2 separate regions of the Mus musculus genome follow, and region 2 is linked to region 1. A link is a contact called in public HiChIP or PLAC-seq data. All regions are on one chromosome and are shown on one strand. Each heading gives the region's core, a stretch centred on a gene start, on an enhancer-like site or on the middle of the called end of the contact. The rest is flanking DNA. Distances are from core to core; before and after follow the strand shown.

Region 1 (4,496 bases), core at 1,449-3,948:
TGTAAGCTTCAAGTTCAAAGAAAGACCCTGTCTCAGAAAAACGAGATTTGGACTGGGAGATGGCTCCATGCCTGCCACCAAGTCCCAAGAACCTGAATTCCAGGGCTGGAGAGATGGCTCAGCAGTTAAGAGCACTGACTGCTCTTCCAGATGATCCTGGTTCAATTCCCAGCACCCACATGGCATCTCACAACTGCCTGTAACTCCAGTATCTGACAACCTCACACAGACAATATGTGCAGGCAAAACCATACCAATGTGCATAAAATAAAATAAAAAAAAAATTTTTTTAAAGTGGGTCTGGGGCTGGTGAGATAGTTCAGTGGGTAAGAGCACCTGACTACTCTTCCGGAGGTCCGAAGTTCAAATCCCAGCAACCACATGGTGGCTCACAACCATCCGTAATGAGATCTGATCCCCTCTTCTGGGGTGTCTGAAGACAGCTACAGTGTACTTACATATAATTTAAAAAAAAAAAAAAAAGTGGGGCTGGAGAGATGGCTCAGTGGTTAAGAACACCGAGTGTTCTTCCAGAGGTCCTGAGTTCAATTCCCAGCACCCACGTGGTGGTTCACAACCATCTGTAATGGGATTTGATGCCCAGTTCTAATGTATTTGAAGAGGGTGACAATGTACTAATATGCATAAATAAATCTTTTTTAAAACCCAAAAACAAACAAACAAACAAAAAACAAAACCAAAACAAACAAACAAACAAACAAACAAAACCACCACCACCAACAACACAACCGAATTCCATTTCTGGGATCCACAAGGTGGAGAGAGAAACTCAACTTCTGCAAATTGTCTTCTGACCTCCACATGCACACTGTGACATATATATCTACTATAGTGAAAATTCTGGAATTCTGGTTTCTTAAAAAAATAAAATAAAATAAAAAACACACACAGAAATGGGCCTGGAGAGCTGGCTCAGCAGGTAAGAGCACTGGATATTTTTCCAAAGGACCTGGGTTCAATTCCCAGCACCCACATGATAGCTGGCAACTGTAACTCTGGTTTAAGGGATCCAACACCCTCACACAGATATACATGCAGGCAAAGCATTAATGCACACAAAATAGAAATAAATTTTTAAAACCCACAGTAATAAGAATATGCTTTATTTTAGTCCCAGGTTTAGGGATGTGGGGCTGACTGTGATTTGCCTCATGTGTTAGCAGAAGCATGATATTGCCAGGTGCAACTGTGTGACATTTGGAAATCTGGTAACTTTTCAGAGGGTATATAAATGCTAGAGCCCCACTAGACCATCTGGGTAGTTGTTGGATGTGGTTTTTTAGTAGCCGATGTCAAAGCAGAAACAAAAGGAAAGAAATTAGATTCTGGATTTTCCTAATTCCTATCTCTCTTCTATCCTCGCTTCTCTCCTACCTAGTGTTAGGGAAGGAAGCCAGGGGGATAAAGAGTGGGAAAAGAGAAGCCACAAAGTAGCAAATACCAGCTACAGCATATGCACACACGTGTCACAATCACACACACAAGTAAGTGTAATTTAAAACATGTTTTAGGCCAGGCAATGGCTCATGCTTGCAGAGAGAGAGAGAGAGAGAGAGAGAGCAAGCAATCGGGAAAGGAATGGAAAGGACAGACAGAGCAGGACAGGACTGCTCCTAGGCATGGTGGAGGAGAAAGTGTATTATAGATATAAGGGAAACATAGCCAGAGGCAGATGCATCTGGGAAAGTCCAGACCCTGGACCTTGTGGGGAGAGGGGTACAGAAAGGGAGAGAGGAGAACTTAGTAGAGCAGCCAGGCGGGGAGGTAACCACAATGTCTGGATTGTATCAGAAGGAACCTCTGGGGAACAGGAACAGAGAGCCCAGCTCCTGGACTGGAGAGTTCAGGGTAGAGGGCGGGTATGCCAGACGTATCCTGTAACAGGTATGTTAAATAGACACTTTACCTGCCTTCACAGTGCCTTTGGGCCAGTCTGGTCTGCAAAGCGAGTTCCAAGCCAGCCAGGGCCACACAGAGTAACGCAGTTTTGTGCACACGATCATGAAGAACTCAGATCTCAAGCCCCTTGATGACGCATGGTTGTCATCTCAGCACAGGAAGCAGAGCTATGTAGCAGCGAGATGCCACTCAGAGGATGAAGGTGTCAAGCTTCACAGTCTGAATTCCCTAGAACCCACATGACAGGGGAAACCCAACCTCACGTTTTTCTCTGACTCCCACAAGTGCACACCGGCACACACAAACTAATAAGTGTAATTAAAACAACAACAACAACAACAACAACAAAAACCCAAAACAAAACCAGGAGCTGGGGCCAGGTGTGCTAGTTTATGTCTATAATCAGAGCATTTGGGAGTGGAGGCCCAAGGACCGACAGTTCACGGTTATATTCAGCTACACAGTATGAGGCGAGTCTGGATGATAGGCGACCCTGTGTCAAGACAAAGAGAAGCACCGATCGATGGGACAGATTTGATCGTCGGCACTGACAATAAACTAACAAAATTTTATTAAGTGACTGATTTCATATATTCCCTACCGTGAGCGAAACTTACTGGGGAGCCATGGACTCGTCCAGCCCTGAGGGGCACCTTGAGAGAGGCTGGTACGATGGGAGCAGAAGGGTTAGGGGTTGGGAGGTCAGAGGTCACATAAAACATTTGAAAGGGCATTGTAGTAAAAGAGAAAGAAAGGGAGTTGGGAGAAGGGGGAGGGCTGGATGAGCAACATCCCTTGAGACCCATCCCCCCAACACACTGTACTTCTCCCACAAACCCCTCTCATGCCTTTACTTTGTCTTCCAAAGTCTCAATGACAAAGGCCACTGATGAAACTACCGTACAGTATAAATAACAGCTTTATTATTCCCCGGCTCCACTGGGGCAGAGAAAGAGAGCAGAAGGTCTGGGAAGGAGCAAATGTTCTGTGCTGCCTGTGACTGCCCAGGCCAGAACGGACCCTGCTGGACCCTGCTGCCTGGCTCTGAGCCTCCGGAGGGGGTAAGGGAGGCTGGCCAATCTCAAATCTCCTTAAAAGCAAAACAAACCGACAAATAGATAGGGTGAGATGGCAGTAAAGCTCCGCCCCGTTGTGGCGCACAACTACAGTCCTTCATGCTGCGTGCACACGGTTCCTTCTATATTGAGAGAACTGACACAGAATAAACTCTGATTTAGGTTGGGAGGGAAGAGTGATCTCTAGGAGCTGACAATTTATAAGGGGCTATAAGCCTTTCTTGTTTGCAGTGCTGGGACGACACCCAGGGCCTTTGCCTCTGCCTCTGCTGGGCAAGTGCGTGCCTCAAAGCCCCAGACCTGGGCCTGTAGCATTTCAAAGAAAGACAAGTCTTGAGGATAAGAAAGGAAATGCAGGAAAGACAGAAAAACTCTTTTTAGTCACAAAGGCCCACAGGAAGGGACATGGAAAAACAGAACTTTTTTTTTTTTTTTTTTTTTTTTTTTCTTTTTCCGAGACAGGGTTTCTCTGTGTAGCCCTGGCTGTCCTGGAACTCACTTTGTAGACCAGGCTGGCCTCGAATTCAGAAATCTGCCTGCCTCTGCCTGGCAAGTGCTAGGATTAAAGGCGTGCGCCACCACTGCCTGGCCTTAGGGCTATGCTTTATATCTGTGTTCTTTCACAACACTGCAACAGCCACTACTATCTCTCTCCTATGGTCTTCATCACCTGTTGCTGTGATAATCAGCGGGACTAAAGCAACGTGGGGAGGAACGGGTTTACTTCAGATTACAGGTTACATCCCATCATGAAGGGAAGCCAAGGCAGGAGCTTGAAGGAAAAACCGAGGCAGAAACCAAAGGACAGCTGCTTACTGACAGGCTCGCTCCCAGCCTCATTAGTCAGCTGCCTGTCATGTACACAGCCCAGGCATACCTGCCTAGGGATGGCACCGCCCACGGTGGGCTGGCCTTCCTACATTAATGAGAAAATGGCCATGAACCAATGCAATGGAAGCAATTCCTCAACTGAGGGCCCCTCTCTCTGGTACGTTAAACTGAACACTGAAGTGAACATACATTCACGCGCACATGCACACACACATGCACTCATGTGAGCACACGCACGCTCTCCTCCCCCATTCTGAGTTCCATGACGATGAATTTGACTTCTCTAGACATGTAATATATGCCGAGTCTTGCAGTATCACCCATGTGTCACTGGGCATCATTCATTCAACCACATAGCAGCAGGTACCAGAGCTCCACTCCTTTTAAAGGGAGAACACTATCCTACTGTCTGTCTCTGCCATATTATGATTCTCCACATAATGGGCAGTTAGGCTCCTCCTTCTTTGGGCTATGTGAATCATATCCTGTAGGGGATCTGAGTCCCTGATTTTTACCTCCTTTCAGTCAATGCTGGGAAGTATAACCAGCAAACCTGGGTTTCTGCCTTCATGGTTTGTTCACATAGAATGTTGTGAACGTTGTCAAAGTTATAAACATAATGCTCTAAACAAGTGTATGCTTTCAATCCTGTGGTTCTAAAATAATTTA
Region 2 (4,496 bases), core at 996-3,495, 140 kb before region 1:
AAAGAAAGAGAGAGAGAGAGAGAGAGAGAGAGAGAGAGAGAGAGAGAGAGAGAGAGAAAGAAAGAAAGAAAGAAAGAAGAAAGAAAGAAGAGAAAAGAAAAAAAATCCAGCTTGTCTTTACTGCTTCCAGCTTGTCTTCACAGCTTCCAACTCAGCAGATAGATAGTATGACTCACAGTATTGGTCCCCTCTTGTATTTCTTTCTTTAAACATTACTTTCTTTCTCTCTTATTTATTGTGTGTGTTGTCAGAGGACAACTTGCAGGAGTAGGTTCTCTCCTTCCACCACTTAAGTCTGAGGGACCAGGCACGGAGGTGAGGGTTTTTATGGGCTAAGCCCATCTAACTAGTTTCCTTTGCCTCTAGCCTCAAGAGAGAAAGTTTTGTTATTCGCATAAAGAATTTTTCCCCCTAGAGCTCCTCCCATGCCCCAAGACCCTAACCTAAGGAATATGTGTGGGTTTTTTTGTTTGTTTGTTTGTTTTTTGTTTAGTTTGCCTGTGAGGAATCTACAAGAATGTTGGGGTTGGGGTGCCTGGCACAGCAGAGCCTTTAACACCAGCAGTGGCAGGTACATCTCTATCTTTAAGCCTGATCTACAAAGGAACTTCCAAGCCACACAGGGCTTCAGATAGACCCTGTCTCAACACCTCCCCTTCCAAAATTGGCTGAGACTGAAGCAGACTCCTCCACGGTTACTGAGTTCCATGTGGGGTCTTAAGAGGCTGCTGGCTTTAATTTAACTTAGGGTGCTGTAGTTCCAGTCTAGAAGTCTGGTTCGGTTTCCAAGTAAGAGGTCACCTATGAGAAAGTCAACTCACCTTGACCAATCTTCTAGCTGTGGCTGAGCACGGCTTTGCATGGTCTGGTCATCAGATCAGCAACTAGCAGGTCCTCTAGGCAAGTCTGTGGAACCATGTGCATACTACAGAAGGGCGGACCTCATTCCTCAGACCTCACCATGCCTTTGCATGGCTCACACACTGCAGAGACCGTTTTCCAAGGGAGAGATACAGGGAAGAGTATGGATTGCTGGATTTTCGAATGTTTTAAATGATTCTTTGTTTGGTTGATTGGTTTTGTTGTTGTTGGTGGTGGTGGTGGTGGTGATGGTTGGTTTTTGAGACAGGGTTTATCTGTGTAGCCCTGGCTATCCTAGAACTTGCTCTGTAGACCAGGTGGGCCTTGAACCCACAGAGATCGGCCTGCTTCTGCCTTTTGAATGTATGTGCCTTCACTGCCTGGCAACGTTTTTGTTTTTTGTTTTGGTTTTGTTTTGTGTTTTTGTTTTTGTTTTTGAGACAGGGTTTCTCTGTATAGCCCTGGCTGTCCTGGAACTCACTCTGTAGATAAGGCTGGCCTTGAACTCAGAAATCCACCTGCCTCTGCCTCCCAAATGCTGAGATTAAAGGCATGCGCCACCACTGCCCGGCTGCCTGGCAACGTTTTAAATTCTTTTTTCCCTTTCATTAATTAATTTATTCACTATGTAGATCTATTTATCTATGTAGACCTAGCTAATGTGGAACTCACTATACAGACTAGGTTGGCCTTGAACTAACATAGGTCCCCCTGCCTCTGCTTCCCAAGTGCTGGCGTGCTCCATGGGTACTTCGATTTGAAGAGAACTCATCTGTGGATCGCTCTGTGACTTTTGGACAGTTGTCTGACATCCAGGGAACTCAACAGGTGTTGGCTGAATATGAATTTAGTTAAATATTCGTGAGCGCAGCGATTCCCCTTAAGACCTTCGGGGGAGGGGGGATATATTTACTCACATCTGCTTCTTTCTTACCCTGGGGAATTAGAATTTGTGGTTTTCTCTCGCAGACGTGCAGAGAAATCCACAAAGTTGCTTGTGGCATCTGGGGAAATGTTAACCAGGAAGCTGGCTAGGCAGAAGACGTGGATCTTTCCAGGTCTTATGCCCTACAGATGGGTCATCTTTTAGAGAGTGGAACTCAGATCCAGTACACCAGGACTCGCCCAGGACTTGCCTGGCGTTTGGCGTCTCCCCCAGAATTCTTTACACATGGCCCAGGAGCCAACTTCGGTGTTTACGACACACCCGGGCGGCGGATCCCCTGGACGGGCTATGGGCCCCGCGCAGGTGTCCGGCCTGTGCACGGGGTGCGCGGGGGCCCAGGAGCCCCGAGAAAGACGTTATTGTTACACTGTAACGAGTCTGATTAACTCGCTCCTGACACTTTCTCTTAGTTTCTTCGGCTCCTAGCAACCAGGCACAAAGGCGAAGGATTGTCCCCGGCTCCGCGGGGACACGGGCAGCCTTTGATCTCGCACCATTACAGCCCGGCTGCGCGACAGGCTCACGGGGTCCGGGAGGCCCGCAGTCCTGGCCACTGGGCCACGGGGATCCCCCCACTGCGGCCCCGGCCTAGCCTGGCCGCTGCGCCCCAGCACTGCTACACCGGTGTAAGTCATCACGCAGGGAAGGGCAGCGGTCTCCGAAATGTGCCCAAGGCCTGGTCTCTACTCCGGGGCGACGCCCGCGCACCGATGCATGCGGTGTGTGGTGCGGAACAGAAGAACATCTACCTACACGCGTGTCCTGACCGTTTGAGCACGTCTCCTTCCTAAGCGGTACGGGAGTTCCAGGCTTGCCTTGCTCTTCCCGTCCGAAGGAGCGAAAGAAAACCCAGCCGGTCAGTCACAATGAAAAAAGAAAGGGGGAAAAATTATGTAAAAGGAAGGACACAGTTACATAGTCCTCGAAAACGTAAATAACCTGCTTAGACGAAACTGAGTAGATCGCCACAAATTGCGTGTCCAGGAGGACTTTGGTGCCTTCCTGGCGCTTGCTTTGTATTTCTGGCTATCTTTACGGATTCTGAAGGAGGTGGGGTGTCAAATAATTACTAGAATCTAAACAAACCATGTCCACCAGCGACAAAAGTCACCCACCACAGAACCGGGACAAGCTGCCGGGTCCCACTGCGCAAGTTTTACAGGTACTAAAAAGTAATTTCCGTTCCAGTTCGGGTCGCTTACTTAGCCATCCCTGGCCCCAGTTGAAAACAGAGGGTGGGAAGAAAGAAGAGTTAGGCTTTAGCATTTCAATGTTAGGGTCAGGTAATTACTTCCCCTAAATTACAAAGTGAGGGCTTTGCAGGGGGCCCTCCCGGGAGAGGGCACTGTTCCCAAGCCCTGGATTTACAGACCCTTCTTGTGCTCTCCACTGGTAATAATATTCACAAGTTCCCGTGGAAAAAAAAACGCAGAGGATTCAGATGGCAAAATAAATGCAAGCTCTAAAAGCATACTGTCCTGAGGAAGAAAGAGGAAGGGGTGTGTGTTGGGGGGGAGGGGACAAGGGGAGCTGTAAAGCCCGTATTCTCTCCTCTTCCTGTGCCAACTAAGAAAATTCCATAGTCTCTAAATAAAGTTTCCCCAACTCCCACAAAACTATTGAGTGCAAAGGTGTTCCTGGCGATAATGACTTCTATTTTAGAGAGCGGAACACCGCATGGTTGGTTCTATTTATCCAGCAAAATATGCCAGGCAATCAAAGACTTTCAAATTCAAACTACAGGCGGTGAAGTCTTCATCCCCGGGACACTATTTCCCGACCTGTCTCTAGAGCAGTGGGGGCCAGTGTGGCCCTGTGGAAAACTGGAGACAAGGCTGAAGAAAGTCCCTAACTTGCCGTCCCAGGGGTGCCCCCCAACCAGCCAGAATTCTCCTTACCCTTTCAATAAAACATGACTGTGCCGATACAATCCTCTATACATTAAAATGAGTTTGTCACAGATTGTCATTAAGACCTCAGTAAAACAATGAAGACATTATTGGGCACCCCCCCCCCCTCGGGCAAGGTATTAAAGGCATAAAGCAATCGACACCACACGGGTCCTATTGAGATTAATGAAAAAATTATGCAAAAAGAATCGCAATTTCATTTTCCCGTGACGAGGCTTTGCGTCCGTCCAGTCATTCTCGCATCGCACCTGATGATTTATTAAACTAATCTGTGGAGATCAACCGCTGATGTTCTCAGCTCAATCTTGTCCTGGCTCATTTTCTAAGTAATTGTTTCTCATTAGTTCTGATAATGTTTTAATAGTGTTATCCATAATTTAGCCCCCTAGAATTAATAACAAGGGGGTGATACAGGCAAAGTGGCTGCCATTGAGCTACATAAAAATATAAACAGGTATGTTTTTTTAATTAATCTGATGAGCAGCCAAGTCCCCTTCCCACCTCATCACCCACGTCTGTGTCCCTACGGCAGACTCAGCCTTGGTGGCTCACTCAGCCTTGGTGGCATTTCTCTTTGTCTGCTCCTTACTAGGGGATGTGGGTTGGAGAAGTGGGATGCCTGCTTCCTTGCTACTCCACGTTTTAGATTTCTGTCTCCTGGGGAATGAGGGCTATGGGACCTCTCTTCTGGGGGCCCTTGTATCTTCTCAGATGACTGGCAATTGGCCTACATCTTTGCCTCCTGTGGGCCCCGGTCTTGTGATCCTACCTAAAGTGGT

Evidence for each region. HiChIP or PLAC-seq counts read pairs in DNA pulled down with a chosen protein or histone mark.
Region 2: a contact with region 1 is called in an H3K27ac HiChIP or PLAC-seq map of embryonic stem cells, with 6 read pairs. The contact joins two enhancer-like sites. A contact is called at or near these places in 4 of 39 promoter capture datasets (the 3T3-L1 cell line, 3T3-L1-derived adipocytes, embryonic stem cells and 1 more), 7 of 484 Hi-C or Micro-C datasets (differentiating embryonic stem cells, embryonic stem cells and nephron progenitors), 10 of 115 datasets of contacts at active chromatin or transcription factors (embryonic hindbrain, embryonic midbrain, embryonic stem cells and 2 more) and 1 of 9 other capture datasets (embryonic stem cells).

What each region holds. Positions count from the first base shown.
Region 1 is chr14:122,269,768-122,274,263 of GRCm38.p6, reverse strand. All of the region lies in intron 1 of Clybl (citrate lyase beta like), which reads right to left. Among named protein-coding and RNA genes, the nearest start is that of 1700108J01Rik, 38 kb to the right of the region's middle. Within about 2 kb of position 2,698, at least 27 of the 459 cell types and tissues checked have an H3K27ac peak or open chromatin away from gene starts, as enhancers often do. A contact at or near this core is called in differentiating embryonic stem cells and stem cell-derived anterior neural progenitor cells, where this site is marked.
Region 2 is chr14:122,404,695-122,409,190 of GRCm38.p6, reverse strand. The region is part of intron 1 of Gm5089 (predicted gene 5089); the gene reads left to right. Among named protein-coding and RNA genes, the nearest start is that of Gm25464, 19 kb to the right of the region's middle. Within about 2 kb of position 2,245, at least 69 of the 459 cell types and tissues checked have an H3K27ac peak or open chromatin away from gene starts, as enhancers often do. A contact at or near this core is called in differentiating embryonic stem cells and stem cell-derived anterior neural progenitor cells, where this site is marked.